2 separate regions of the Callithrix jacchus genome follow, and region 1 is linked to region 2. The links are chromatin contacts, called in public Hi-C maps. All regions are on one chromosome and are shown on one strand. The core of a region is the stretch at or near the end of the contact, and the rest is flanking DNA. Distances in the headings are between cores, read along the strand shown. Region 1 holds the start of SPTB (spectrin beta, erythrocytic). Region 2 overlaps SPTB (spectrin beta, erythrocytic).

Region 1 (2,758 bases), core at 17-2,516, 120 kb before region 2:
AAAGGAAGTGGGACTGCAGCAGGAAGCGAAGTATCTTTGCATATGTTCAATATATAAACTAAACTCGAACATCTGGCAATTAAACACCCCTTTCCTGGGTGAATTCCTGAAAACAGCACAATTATACTCCCAAGCAAATAACTCAGGAGTAATACTGTTCCCTTGTTAAGAACACCAGGCAGCATCAGTAAAAGTTAAAACTTCTTTCTGCATCTATGCGCTTTTAATCTCGATGGTAATTTCCGTAATACCTGAGATTGCCTGTGTTGATAGCTGGTGAGAAATCATCCCAGGCACCGCAGGTGGAGAAAAGAGATGAAAGCTACCACAAGACGTACAGGTAAACCTTACTGAACAATGACCTTGTATCGTTAGAAAGTCAAGAAAATAGACTGCCTTGCAAGCTGCCCATGTTCTGTGAGTCTGTCTCCGGGGGCTCCTCGGAGATGCCTTTTCTCTTTGACACCATCGGTTCTAGTATTTCCTCTGGCCTGCTGCGCTGTACCTCATCCAGGCTTGCAGTGAGGCACCCCCACTCGCCCAGACACCCCGGCCGGCCAGGAGGTGCCAGTGGGCAGGTGTGGCAGCCTGCCTGTTGAGTACAGTCCCTGCAATGTGAGAGCGCCTTGGAACTGCGGGCTGCGCGCCGCCAGCTTTGCCTGGTTCGTCCTAACTACACTAGGTCTGCGGGCAGAAACGGCTACACCGAGCTCGGACTGGGGGTGGGGGCTTAGGGCCAAGTGCCCGCCCCCTGCCCTCCCAGCGTCTGCTCTCACAGCCAGAGGGAAAAAGCCCGCCCGGGAGCGCGCTTTCTAATGCACCAGCCCCCGGGAACAATCTGTTCCTCCCAAACCCGCGACGGCGGGGGAGCAGCGTCCGGATGCCCGCCGCGCCCACCCTACGGCCTAAGAGTGTCTTTTCGTGTATTTAAAAAACCCAACTGTGTGCAGTGGGGATGCAGGGCGGGAAAGGCTGGAGGGCTGGTTTTCGCCACTAGGCTCGCCGCTCGGGGCGCACGAATTAGGCCCGAGCTACGGAGTCCAACCCTTTTCTCGCCGCAGGGGGCTCGGGGAGGCGCGGGGTTAAGGGAGGTGAGCGACGATGGAGGCTCCCCGGGCTCAGCGGCGGGCGGGGAGGCAGAGGCGGGATCCAGGAGTCGGGCTAAGGCCCGGCAGGTGCCCCCCGGCGCGGAGGCTGATTGGCAGGTGCGGGAGTGGGTGGAGAAGGCGGGGGCTGGGCCTGGCGCTGCGGGAGGCTGCGGCCCCGCCTCCCCGCCCCCGCCGCGGGACTATCTGGTCCCGGCAGCAGCGATGTCCCCCAGCAGGAATGTCCCTCCTCAGATAATGTTATTTATATCTCTGGGCGGGTCCGCGGCTCGGCAGCACCAGGCGCCCGGCGGCCGCTGTGCCAGGAGCCCCGCGCTGCCCTCCTCCCCCTGCGCCGCCGCCGCCGCCCCCGGGCTCGAGGTGGCCGCCACTTCAGTCCCAGCGCAGGTGAGTCCTAGGAGGGCCTGGCGACAGAGGGAACTGGGTGCGGGTGCGCAGGGCTGGGACGCGCGGCGTCAGCGCAGAGGAGCGCTGGGCCCGGGGGGCTCGTGTACCAGGCGTGAGGTGGGAGGGGTGCGGGGCCCGGGAGGCCCGGCAGCTGCGGCAAAGATCACCCCGGGACACGGGAACGCGCGCAGGCTTCCGAGGCACTTGGTGCTAGCTTTGGAGAGCCGGATCCCGGAGAGTCCGTCACCCCAGGGCGCAGGGATAGAGTGATGGGGTTCGGGTTCTCGTTCGCCTCCTCCAGGACCCCAGCCTGGGAGCGAAGGGGATTTTGCGCCTCTAGCCTGTCCGACCGCCGCGCTGCTGTCTGCCTTTTTCTGTCTGGCTTTCTCAGCTCTGGGGCCGCTCATATCCCTTTTCTGGGGAACTTGGCTGAGCGCTTCCCAGGCCGCCCAGCGCCCAGGCAGAAGGGACAGGTCAGGGCAGCGGAGGGGGCTGGGCCTCAGGGCGCTGGGAACCACGCGGAGAGTGACCCCGTGTAGACCGAGGGAGGAAAGATCCTAGCCCCAGGCGGTACTTCAAGGACCTCCAGCCTTCCTCTCCTAAAGAGTTAGTTCCTCTCCTCCTCTAAGCTTCTCCAGCCTTCTCTACCTTCACCCTCCTCTCCAGTTTCCCCTCTTCCTCTAACCTGGTCTTGAGAAATAGCAGAAAGTGGGAGAAATAACAGAAGCTGTGAAACAATTCCCAACTCCCACCAACTCATCCATACTTCCCAGGCTGGGAAAGCAGCTGCGGGGCTGGAGTACTGTTTCCCTGACAACGAGCTTCAGGTAGGGCCTTGAGTTATAGCCTATTAATATCCAAACCACTGTTTTCAATGAGCAATTAGAGTTGCCAGGAGTAAGGAAAATGAAAAGAAGCCACTGTTTTTGTAAATTTAAATTTTAGATACATCAGATTGGGGGACGGAGAGAATATAGTGACAGTCTTTTTGTACTGAGAATTTCTATGGGGAGAGACTAGGCTGTCACCTCCAGGTAGGAGGCAGTCATGCAAAACCCCTGCCTGGAGATAGTCACGATCCGATCCGTATTTCAGTTTCTAAGGAAAGAGATTCAGGCGGCTCCCTAATGAGAGGAGTCTGCAAATCAAAGATTTTAGGCACCGCTCAACTGTCCACTGTCCTATCCTTAGCTTCACAGATGGCTCTGAATTTTATTCTAGAATTCCCTCTTCGCCCACCCCTTCCCCCACTATAAACCAAGGCA
Region 2 (2,782 bases), core at 113-2,612:
TGCCTGATTTCAGTTTTGGGAAGTGAATCGGGAACTGCTCTGAGAACTCTCTTAGCAGGGCTGCGGTGACGCCATGCATGACATCCCTAAAAGGGATTGGTGCTCCTAATCGCCTTTGCTGGGGCTCACTGTCTGGGATAAGCATACCTTGCCGGCCTCCAAGCCCCAAGGCTACATCCAGGCTGGAGTGCAGAGGGGACCCTGGGATGCCAGGCCACTCCAGAAAGCAGCTGCTGGGTGCTCCTCCTTATCAGCCTTCTCATCAGGAAATCAGGGAAAGCTCTCTTCCCCAAGGGCACCTCATAGATGCCATTCTTTCGCGTGGCCTTCCAGCACTGCCTGTGCAGCCAGCTGCCCTGGAGAAAGGGACTGAACATCTTCTTAGGGCTAAACATGGGAGCTGAGACTCCTAGTCCCTTGCCTCTCCATTTCCACAGAATTAAAGGTTTATGTGGCTTCAGGGAAGTAACAGCACTCCGAATGTCAGGGCAAGTGCCGAGGGCCTGAGCAGGCACTGGACTTGCAGCCAGGACCACCTCTTGGCCGGTGTCTGGCTGGCTCCAGCTGCTGTTCCCCCTTGGCAACCTGGGCACCTCCCCCAGCAGCAGCCTCCCTGGCAGGCAGCCGGGAGCTTTCATCAGCGGCCAGTGGGCGGGGCTCTGATGTCCTTGGATGGAAGGGATGTGGGTGTGGAGACAGCAGCTGTGTTTCTTCTCGCCTGAACAAGCTCTCCCAGTCTTCCTGCTACTCTTTCAGACATTTTGTGGCGAATGCAAATCCTATGCTTGTTAATGGGCAGACCCAGCTGGAAACAACGTCACTTTTCCCCAAAACCTGGGCGTGTCCCTGTCTACCCTGGATGCCTGAGTCAGCGTGGCAGGGGTGTGTCTGCCTGCACACTGGCACTGCGCCTGGCTCCCTAGAGAAACCTGCTGTAGGCTCTGTCTGGACACCTGCCTGTTGCTGGCCATGTCCCTTTCTCTTTGTTGTGGTCAGATTGAATATTCCTGGCCCCTCTGCTCTGAAGACTCTTTCTGAGTTCTCCCTTTCAAGCTGTGTTTCAGAACATCCTAGACACTGATGGCCTCCAGATGAGACTCAGTTAACATTGGAGGCATCTCAGAAATGGATTTGAAGTGGATGACGTGACCACTGGGTGGCAGATCTGGATGGGGGAGTCAGCATCTTCTAACTCTCTCTATCTAGTCTTTCTAATGCTGAGTGGCTGGCTCAGGGCCACCGAGTGACTAAGCAGCCAGCAGTTCCTCCAGGCCAGGGACCTGAAGAGGCCACAAAGGTGGTGGGCACAGTGAAGACAGCTCCCGAGCAAGCTTCCTTCTCTTCTCATGCCCTGGTGACAGTGGACCAGGTTTCTCCTTTCCGTCCGAGGGGACCCTGCACACTGCCATTCCCCTTCCCTTCCATTCACTTTACCGGGTGGCCTTCTGCCCTGCATCCTTTCCTGTTGTCTTGCCCGCTCCCCTAGTTGCCGTCTCGGACAGACAGCTGGACTCTGGGGTGCAGTGTTGTACTGCACTGCTCCCCTACTCCACTTCTCATAAGAGCCCCTCCCCATCCCTCAGCCTTCAATCCAGGGCACTGCTCACCATGCATTCCCAGCCTCAGCTCCCCGCCCTGCTCTTTCCTCCTGTTCAGCAACAGCCTCTGCTTTCTCCTTTAAGGCATCTGTCTCTGCCTAGCTTAAGTTGCCATCTCTTCATCTCTTTGGCTGCCCTCAGCTCAACAAACTGTTTATTTTTCTTCTCTTGCAAACAACTGTCTTCTGAACAGCCTTTCCAACCTACCCAGTGACAGCCCTTCTCACCAAGAGGACAAGAGCTCAGACATCCGACATCGGGAGAGGGCAACACTTGGCTGCCAGAATGGCCAGCTCCTGGCACCCCACAGTCACCAGCACTCTTTGTTTGCCTGACGCATCCAGTTTTGGGGTCTTGTCTGGTCTCAAGCCCCTCTTCCAGCTCTGACATGATTGTGCTGCCTCTGTCAATCAGCCATGTTTTTCACATAAGCCAGGATCATCTCATTTAGACTAAACTGCATCGGACAGGTGCTTTCCTCTGGAGTGAGGACACAAGTCTCCCCTCTTGCAGCAGGATTTAGTAAGAACACAGAGGCGGGGCATGGTGGCTCACACTTGTAATCCCAGCACTTTGGGAGGGCAGATCACAAGATCACGAGTTCGAGACCAGCCTGTCCAATATGGTGAAACCCCATTTCTACTAAAAAATACAAAAATCAGCCGGGCATGGTGGTTCGTGCCTATGGTGACCCTGTGGTCCCGAGCCAGGTTGTGTTTCTCCCGGGAGCCTGGGGAGTTTGTCGTCTGTGTGCAGTCCCCTGTGCACTTTGGAGGCCAATGCAGGCTGATCGCCTGAGGTCGGGAGTTCCAGACTAGCCTGACCAACATGGAGAAATCCTGTCTCTACTAAAAATACAAAAATTAGCTGGGTGTGGTGGCGCATGCCTGTAGTCCCAGCTACTCAGGAGACTGAAACAGGAGAAATGCTTGAACCCAGGAGGTGGAGGTTGCGGTAAGCCAAGATCACGCCACTGCACTCCAGCCTGGACAGAAGAACGAAACTCCATCTCAAAAAGAAAAAAAAAAGCCAGGCGTGGTGGTGGGCACCTGTAGTCCCAGCTACTCAGGAGACTGAGACAGGAGAATCACTTGAACCCAGGAGGCAGAGGTTGCAGTGGGCTGAGATTGTGCCACTGCACTCCAGCCTGGGCGACAGAGTGAGATTCTGTCTCAAAAAACAAA

What was found. Hi-C and Micro-C count contacts between places; a contact is called where the count stands out from the background.
Region 1: a Hi-C map of skeletal muscle shows a contact between it and region 2, with 3 times the contacts expected there. The contact joins the promoter of SPTB here to the enhancer-like site in region 2. A contact is called at or near these places in 2 of 3 Hi-C or Micro-C datasets (both in skeletal muscle).

The regions. Positions count from the first base shown.
Region 1 is chr8:99,550,621-99,553,378 of calJac240_pri, reverse strand. SPTB (spectrin beta, erythrocytic) reads left to right here and starts at 1,266. Exons shown (of 37, transcript XM_078335109.1): 1 at 1,266-1,493.
Region 2 is chr8:99,428,876-99,431,657 of calJac240_pri, reverse strand. The region is part of intron 33 of SPTB (spectrin beta, erythrocytic); the gene reads left to right. Among named protein-coding and RNA genes, the nearest start is that of PLEKHG3, 60 kb to the right of the region's middle. Within about 2 kb of position 1,362, at least 9 of the 16 cell types and tissues checked have an H3K27ac peak or open chromatin away from gene starts, as enhancers often do. A contact at or near this core is called in skeletal muscle, where this site is marked.